Linked DNA regions of Sus scrofa: all the other regions are linked to region 3. A link is a contact called in public Hi-C data. All regions are on one chromosome and are shown on one strand. Each heading gives the region's core, a stretch centred on a gene start, on an enhancer-like site or on the middle of the called end of the contact. The rest is flanking DNA. Distances are from core to core; before and after follow the strand shown.

The links. Hi-C and Micro-C count contacts between places; a contact is called where the count stands out from the background.
Region 1: a Hi-C map of liver shows a contact between it and region 3, with 1.6 times the contacts expected there. The contact joins two enhancer-like sites. A contact is called at or near these places in 3 of 47 Hi-C or Micro-C datasets (all in liver).
Region 2: a Hi-C map of liver shows a contact between it and region 3, with 5 times the contacts expected there. The contact joins two enhancer-like sites. A contact is called at or near these places in 1 of 5 promoter capture datasets (liver) and 4 of 47 Hi-C or Micro-C datasets (liver and skeletal muscle).

What each region holds. Positions count from the first base shown.
Region 1 is chr13:86,327,879-86,330,905 of Sscrofa11.1, forward strand. No RefSeq gene overlaps it. Among named protein-coding and RNA genes, the nearest start is that of PLOD2, 180 kb to the right of the region's middle. Within about 2 kb of position 1,698, at least 4 of the 83 cell types and tissues checked have an H3K27ac peak or open chromatin away from gene starts, as enhancers often do. A contact at or near this core is called in liver, where this site is marked.
Region 2 is chr13:86,011,610-86,014,636 of Sscrofa11.1, forward strand. It overlaps LOC110256530 (a long non-coding RNA gene), which reads right to left. Exons shown (of 3, transcript XR_002338138.1): 3 at 1,460-3,027. Among named protein-coding and RNA genes, the nearest start is that of PLOD2, 500 kb to the right of the region's middle. Within about 2 kb of position 1,757, at least 4 of the 83 cell types and tissues checked have an H3K27ac peak or open chromatin away from gene starts, as enhancers often do. A contact at or near this core is called in liver, where this site is marked.
Region 3 is chr13:86,168,590-86,171,433 of Sscrofa11.1, forward strand. No RefSeq gene overlaps it. Among named protein-coding and RNA genes, the nearest start is that of PLOD2, 340 kb to the right of the region's middle. Within about 2 kb of position 1,467, at least 1 of the 83 cell types and tissues checked has an H3K27ac peak or open chromatin away from gene starts, as enhancers often do. A contact at or near this core is called in liver, where this site is marked.

The sequences.
Region 1 (3,027 bases), core at 448-2,947, 160 kb after region 3:
CAGTTATTTGTGTAAATATCTATTAGATGATAAGATTTTGAATAATTTATTATAATTCCCATGGTGCCATCACTTGGGTTTTATAAATACATTGAACGCTTGAAAGAGATGAAAAATAAGTAGGTGATCTTTTAATCTAGATATTAAACCGGTGGGGAAAAGAAGTATAAAGTTTCCAAGCTAAACGTCACCATTGAATCCCAGTTACCTTGACAATTTTTTTTCAATAATTACTGGAATGTAAATGTGAAATTTACCTTTATAGTGAAAACAAATATCTGGTGTTTTCTTCATTGGACAACCTATGCCACACATCCCATGGACAGTTTCTTTAATTGGACACAGAAAAAAAAGAAAATCAGAATAAATAGATTTGGGCAGATATGCCAGACAAAATACTTTTTATGGTCACAGCCACTTGTAATGTTTTTGAATATTTTATTCCATTTGTATGTCCCCATTTCACACTATAACTCAAAGAATTTGTTTAATCTGTTTGGCATTTCTTTCCCTTCTTTTAATTAAGATATAAATTACCAGATACTTTCTGAGGACCTGAATACTGTTAGGCAAATGACATAAAATGGGAAATGTTAACTTTATGTTCAAAACACTATGGTTTAGACCCCAATGCAATTTTACCTCCACTCACCTCAGTAGATTGAAATTTCAGGTTTCCATTTTTAGAAGCTCCTTTAGTTTACCCATCACTGCAGACAGGGCATCTGGCTGCAATAAAGGAACATTGGTAATAGTGACAAAAATGGCTTCCAACAGCTAAAACCAAGGACATAGGAGAAAAGATCTTTTTTAAGTCATTATAAAACTGTCTTAATCCTTTCTGGAACAAGGTAGGATATAAATGAAGTCATCTCTTTTTCTTTCCTTAGGGGAGGAATGCATGCAGCTCATATTCTCACAATTTGAAAAGGAAATTTCTTCATTTTATTAAGGGCTTTATCTTTCTTTGCTTACAAAAACAGTGGACAGTACAAATTTTTCTGTAGCATCCAAATTTTGAAATCTTTCCTGGTCCCTAAACTTAGTAAAATTTGCCTTGCAATCACTATAGCACAAGATAAAAATATAAGCCATTGAGATGTCAGAGAGTGTGAAATTCCCAGAGAGGTGTTAATAGCCTCCAAGAGTCTCAGAATCAATTGACCAAACCCTCCTTCCAACCCCCACCAACTTTTCCTCCAAAATTGACTATGATGGCTCCATGCAGCTGTGCAGCTGTAGCCACGACAGCACTGACTCCCTGCAAAATGGATCCAGGCTAGAATGCAGACATCTCTTTCCTCTATATTATGTAGAGAAAAATCCATCTTCCCCATCATTTTCTCAAACCAGAAGAGGTGGAGAAAGGCATGTGCCTTTGCCTGAGGAAAGACTTCTAAAGGACCTAGAAAGCAACAAGTTTGAAATGAAAACTGAAAAAAAAAAAAATCAGTATCAAGAAATATTAACAAGAAGACCGATACCCAAAACTCATCACTGTCATTTCACCTTAGTTAAACATTGCATACCCTAGGATCCAACTATCCAAAGGCGCTTATAACCATTTATTCTTTCAATAAATGTTTATTTAATGCTTAAATTGCTTCAAGCAATATTCTGTGAATAAAGCAGACAATGGCTCCTGCCAAAACAGAGCTCAGTACTTAGCTGGGAAGGTACATGTTAACACACCAGCCCCCTCCACTTTCTGAGCATCCTCCCCCATCCCCGATCATGACCTTTCTCCCTGCCAGACACCTGGGACCCATTACATACTCTCCCTTTTCTCTCATTCCAGTTCCTCTTAGTAATTGACTTTTGCAGATCCTTGCTCCTAAAGCTGCTGTCTGTACAAACAAAGTACTCTTGGGAAATACTACCATCCCTGGTGAGACTGGTGCTGCCTGAAACTAAATTTAAAGACTGAATACATAATCTAATTTTTTTAATTCCATTACATTTTTTAATTTACTTGTGTTCTTGTCAAGCCAGGGCAACTTATCATGAGTTTATTTTAACTTTCAGTATATCCCCGGCCAATAGTTTTGCATTTTTCTTATTTCCTCCTTCTCAATTTTGATTAAGGTCTCATTTACTTTCCCTGAATGCCTCCACATTCTTTCCATTTTCCTCTGATTATAGAAGTCTTCATTTCTCTGCCTTAGCAGCCAAACCAGGTAAAACAAAGAAAGGAATGATTTCCAGATGGAAAATATGATAGGTCATGTTCGGTGCTTCATGCCCAAACACATTGCTTTGGTAACTAAATATACCCCATGCCTCTTTAAATATTTAAGCTGAAGAAAACAGACCCAACTCTAAAATGAGCTTAAGCTTGAGCTTGAAAGGCCACCACCTGCCAATTTTCAATCCCATATTTCAGGAAGAATTCTACAGAAACCCATTACTATTGCTCAACCTAGTAAACATTTAGCCAAAAGTTGACCAAATAGCCTTTTGGTCATTTATTATATCAGAATGAAGGGAAAAGGCCATGGGAATTGTGTAAGACATACTTTGGAATGGGAACATTTCCCATTTTCCATTCTAAGATATCAGAGGGACAATCATTATTTTACTCAATTGAGACATATTTTAATGCATGCAACAACTGATTTTAGAGTAAGTATTAAGAATATGGCCAACAGCCAAAACTATAATTAGTTAAGGTAAAAAACAAAAAGGCCTGGAAATTCAGAGGTAGTGGAGCTGTAAGTGACAAATCAGGAAGAAGTGGAATTCTGGAGAGCAGAATGTTGCTCATGAATTCTAAGCTTTAACTTCTTACATGTTTATATGCAAGAAAACATCAAGAAGAGAAAGCTGAAGATTTATGCATATTTCATTTTAGATATCACAAATTTTATCCATTTTTATGAGGTAGGTTTCATAAAGTTTATCTTTTCATAACATTTAAAGCTCTCAACATAATATAACTTTTCCTTGACTCATACAGAGATAATAAAATTATACTTAAAAATATCTCCTCCTCACCTCACTTCAGAAAACCATGGTGGCAAAAGAAAG
Region 2 (3,027 bases), core at 507-3,006, 160 kb before region 3:
CATTTATCCTTGATCCTTCATTCATCTACAGCAACATCTTCAGACTCTTTGGAGCTTTATCTGAAGAAAAAAAAAAAAAAGTTCAGCTCTACCTGATATCTAATTCTACAATGAGGAAAACCTGTCACCAGAAATTCTCTAATCTACTGACTGGTTACTCTCTCGAGACCATCTATCATGGCCTACTGTTTCAGTGTTTATTGTCATTTATAGACATACCATTACTTCTCCACTTCATTTTAAAATGTCCTCTTCTTTTATAACCTCTATTTCCAATATTGTGGATCTTTATTTCTAGTGCCATGAATACCACAGTTCTGTTCATTGCTGCTGACTCACCATCTCTCAGTCTATTTATTCACTAAGGAATTGTATGAACTTAAAATTGTCCACCTTATACTAATTCTTGCCACTGCTGTAAAAGACACACACACATCTATCTATATATCTACATGTATAGTATATATCAAGCTGTATGTATATATCATATGCATATATGTATGTATGTAGATATATATGTGTGTGTGCATATATATAAACACATATATATTTATCTTTCAATATGTATGCCTTATCCAGCAAAACAATTTCAAAATTAGTTAACTTCTTAACTCCACTAATTGTCAACTATAATCTATATCAATATACCACAACCAGGATCATAATCTAGAATTTATCCCCCTAAACAAAAAAGTTTGTTTAAAAAATTCCATCCCTGAAATCAGAAATATTGATACTCTGACCACAAGCTCCTTCCTTTCACGTCTCTCACTGACTTTACTTACATCACATCTGTTTTAAAATTTTAGTCAAGCAAAATTGTTCTTTGCTCCCTGCTCCTTTACTATCATATAGCACTCAATTTAGTGAGGGACACAGGATGTGAAAGAATTAGATTACGGTGTGATTGAGTGCTGTGATTGGCCAGCACTTTCTCAATCCTTTCTCAGATGATATTTACTTAACATCTCCCCAATACATTCACTTATTTTCCATCTTGACTGTATGTTCTAGAGAACTGACCACAGGCATCTCCTGCTTGGGTGACTCTGATATTTCCTTCATGAAATTTTCATGTATTGAATTCTCATGATGCAGCATGAGTGATCTTTCTAAAATGAGCAGTTTATGTACCTTCCTTGTTTAAAATAATTCAGTAGCCAATCCATTAGTATTGGAGCAAAGAACAGATTCTTTAATGTGATTTATAAACCCTTGGGATGTTTTCTCTGCTGTCTTCTATCCTTTCCCTCCCTGACTCCCTCACATGGAGCCCACAGTGCAGTTACACCGTGTTGTTGGACAAATTAAGCTTCTTCACACTCAGCCACTTAGCTCATGCCATTTCTCTGATGCTAACACACTCCTATATTTAGCTTTCCCAAACTCTAGTTAATTTCTATTTTTTTGGCCTCAGGCTTTTTATATGTTGGTAAGGAGAATCATTTTTGCTGTTTTTATTGCATTCTTCAGCCAGGTAGAAGGCCAGGACTCTAGACACCCTGAATTCTGCATGGATTTATGCCTTGAAATAGAAAGTGCTAAGAGTTAGTAATGCCCATGCCTCTAAATAAAAGGTGCTATGATTAATAAGAGGCATTAGGTTCATTGTCTAAATTTAACTTTTTTTTTTTCTGTTTTTATTCCATTCACAGCCAAGTAAGGAAATTAAACTCTGTGGGCTGAAGTGTGCGATTCACGTAGCTGGTCCATGACTAAATATTTGCTGTCTATCACATGGAGCTCAGTTGGCTCTCAGTGTATTAATCAGTTAAACTTTACCCTTGAGTTTAGATTTCAGAGACATAGAAGTGACTACCACTTACAATGGTAGAGTTTAAAAAATGAAAACATGAGAAAAGAAGAGGAGTCCTAATTATGAAGAGAACATGCCATCTTCTTGAATACAGTAAAGAAATAAGAAAAAGTCTTGCAGTTATTACAAACCAAAGCTATAAGAGAATTTGAAACATATGTGCCTGGTAGACCTCCTTTCCACAAAGCAGATTTTCATTAAGAAATCAAAGAATAATTGAATTTGCTTTCAAGACATGCTTCTTTCATTTTATGTGCAAAATGGGAGAAGTGTGAAACAGTATAAAAGAATTATAAAAGAAAACAAGCTTGTTAAACTGGAAGAAGAGAGCAAACTCCTTAGGAGATGTTAGCGAGCTTATAAAACTATAGGAAGAGACAAAGAAATCAGCCTGAGCCTAGTTTCTTTTGAAGAGAAAATTTCAAAAGAATGTTTTCAATATTACTGGAGCTAGGACAGTAATCATTTCCTAAAGAAAAATAAAGAGAGGATGAAGTGATTTGTCCAGGGGGATCACAGATCCAATAAGGTGTTTGCAGTCATATTGTTAATGCACAGAGTCTGTAATGAGGGTGATTGGGGAACAAGCCCTTGAACAGAAAACAAATTTGCAAAGTGGTTTCGTAAAAGACGGACAAATATTTAAGTAGCCAAAAATAGGGATATCAAAGAAAAGTATTCAACTACTTTCACTTTTTGTTATGTTTCACACAACACCATTACTGTGGTTAGAGTTGCAGGTATTGCCTGGGTCCCCAGGGAGCACACAGTATAAATTTTAAAAACAGAATTTTAAGGAAAGTGATATACATTGAATATGGAGTATAAGATATATCGAAATATTTGGCAGGGCCATGATAGATTGAACAGTTGCTTGGATTTCTCGTTAGCCTCATTAGAAACACCTCCTGAGTGCTATTGTACAACCCAGGGAAGTAAAATGAAGACAAGATTAATTTTGAACAGCAGCTATGTTTTCCTCACTTAGCAGTGACTGAACTCATATTTCTTACTCAGAGTGAACGCAAAAGAAAAACAATCTAGAGAAGATGTCAGAAAATAAATGTCTGAGCCTCATAGCAAAAGCAAAGTTAGAGGAAGGAGGGAAGCCCTTCCATCTAACCCTGGAGACACACAGAAGAAAAAACCCAACCTAACCATTGAGTCACATTAAAAGTGCAGACGTTGGGAGTTCCCTTCATGACTCAATG
Region 3 (2,844 bases), core at 217-2,716:
CTCACTGCTGACTTTTACCCAACAGCCAAATGCTTTAATATAGAAGCAGTAAATCCTTTCCATGTATATGTCACAGAAAATGCAAACTCTAAACACCAAGAATAATTAGATGATCCTCAAGGTTATAAATAGAAATGCATTATTACTGTTTCTCATTTTATGGATTTCTATAAGCAAATCCCCAAAATAAATACTTCACCAAAAAAGTCACATTGATTTGCAATACCCACTCCTATCCTTGCCCTATACCAGATCCCTTTAACTTTTAAGAAATTCTAGGGATTTGTGCTTTCCCCATGCATAGTGCATTTTGCGTTCGGTATATACATCTCAGTTTATTCCATTTTAAGAATAGAGTCAAGGCATAACTATTCTGTGAGAGAACATATTAATGCCTAAATCACTGTAGATTGAATGTAAATAAGCAATGTGTAAATAGAGTAAGAGTGAGATTAGCCAGTAAATCATTGAGGCGCTGAAGCCTTCAGTAAAGTCAGTTCTTTTCAATATGAAAAATATGGCTTTTGTTAGTATTATTTTAAATAGATTTAGGGACTAACAGAGCTTAAGAAGATCTCTAAGTGTTATATGGTTCAGATTTCAGCACCTTGATCAAATGTGGGGAAAAAACCCCACCGTTATCAGGACCACTAAATTCTATTACAGTATTTAATGCACTATAGCCCTATTTTATCAGTAGCTAATTAAACAGATTTCCAGAAAAACGTTTTCAAATCAGAGACATCAACTTCTCAACATTATAAAGAGCCTAACTGTAAGTATCTAATATTACAATCACTTCTCCCCTTATTTAAAACCATTGTTAGTTTTTAACCTTCCTAAGTTTCATATAATTTTTATCACTTGAAGAATATCAAACCAGAATTTTGAGGATCACAAAGAATTCATGGTATCACTTCAATTCAGGACAGCATAATCTCTTCATATAAGTGCATCTACAAAGAACCAGAGAGACTAAATAATAAACAAAAACTCACACAGATATTAAATGTTCCCAGAGGGACTAAAGGGTAGGGGCTTATGTGTCAGTCTCTCTACATCTTTTCGTCACACATAGATCGCATTGCTGTCTATAAAATCCTCAAAAATCTCATCATCAAAAATTTCCCCAGAAATAAAGTGCTCCACAATAATCCAGAATCAGCTACGTGAGTAACTGATTAACTTACTGATTTATTTGAACTATTCGAAGTTGAACTGCCTAAAAATAAACAGTGAAATTATTTTTAAGAATCAAAGTATGACATTAAAGCACAAAATCTTATTAGTGAAAATATACAGATATTCTATTTCTTCTGCTTATATACAACCCAATGCATGAGGTAAAGATACATATCTCTTTCAGTTTAAATAAAAGTGTAAACAGAGAGTTTGTATTAATGCACAGGGCTCTGGGAAAAGTAGAAACTGCCCAAATAACAGGAAGGACTGATCTGACCCAGAAAGAGGGCCCAACTGTCTTGTAAATGTTAGGTCAGCCAAAACTTCAAGAGGAAAACTGCCTGCACTGATTTATTTTCAATCTCCAGGGAGATGTAGCCTCTAGGTGAACTTTCCAATTAAAATGTGATGGTAATGAAGTGGCATGGAGAAAACAGTAAGATTAAGTTGAGACATCAAGCATATAGGACAAGATGTATTGGTGGGTAGAGAGATGGAGAAGGAGGGGAGAACATCTGGGGAAAGTGAAAGGACCACATCTCAGTATCTTGCATCAACCAGACATCCCCTTATATTAGGGAGTATTGCCTCCTCTTCCTTATAAACTGACTACCAAGTAAAATCTATCATATTTTCTCCAAAGTTCTATGCAGTTGACTGCATGAGAAATGTGTCACCCCTTCAAACCCTTAATGAATTATGTGATATAAAATTAAATTTATTTCCTAAAGTTAATAAAATATTTTTCACGGACTAAACCACACATGACAGAAGACTGAGGAATAATGATACAATTTCAGGACAAAGATAACAGTACGAAAATCTTCCAGAGATGAGAAAGACAACACATCATGTCCAAAGATCTAAAATCTGAAAATCATTGGATTTATTTAAACCACATTGGAAATTTGACAGTGGCACAATATATTCAAAACGGGAAGGTATTTTAATCAACCCTAAATTTAGAAGATAGACATGTTCAAAAATGTACAATCTTAAGTATTTTTACCTCCTATGCACATATTTTCAGAGAACCACTTTAGTTTATGCATCACTAAACAAGAAAGTAAAATAAACAGAAAGAGAAGAGATCCAGGAACCAGAAGATTGCATGGAAATATGGCACAGGGAGCTCACAAAACAAAGAGGGGTCCTAGGTGCACAGCAAGTTAGAGGCACATAGGGAACAGCAGGTTGAGATTACAGAACATCAGAGGTCTTCAGATTGATGTCTTCAAGTTAAACGAGAATTGATCAAAAATCCAGTGGATCTGAAATTACTGAGAAAGACCTCTCCCATTTTGTGTATATTTTGAAATGTATTAAAGACAAATACAAAGAAAACTAAGCATGTGATAAAATGATTTAGTAAAAAGTTTGAGGATAATTGTGTTTGAGGATGGAACATGTTGTGTTGTGGGGATGAAGTGTGTTATGAGGCAGAAACATCGTTTTTGTTTTATTAAGATGTAATCGACTTATATCCATATATAAGTTTAACGGTTTCACTTACATATATTGTGAAATGATTACTTCAATAATTTTTGTTAGCATATGTCATCTCATATAGATAGAACAAAAAGAATTTTCTTTTTTCCTTGTGATGAGATCTCTTCTTAGGATTTACTCGTCCTTTTTTTGTTTTGTTTTTTGTTTTTGGGT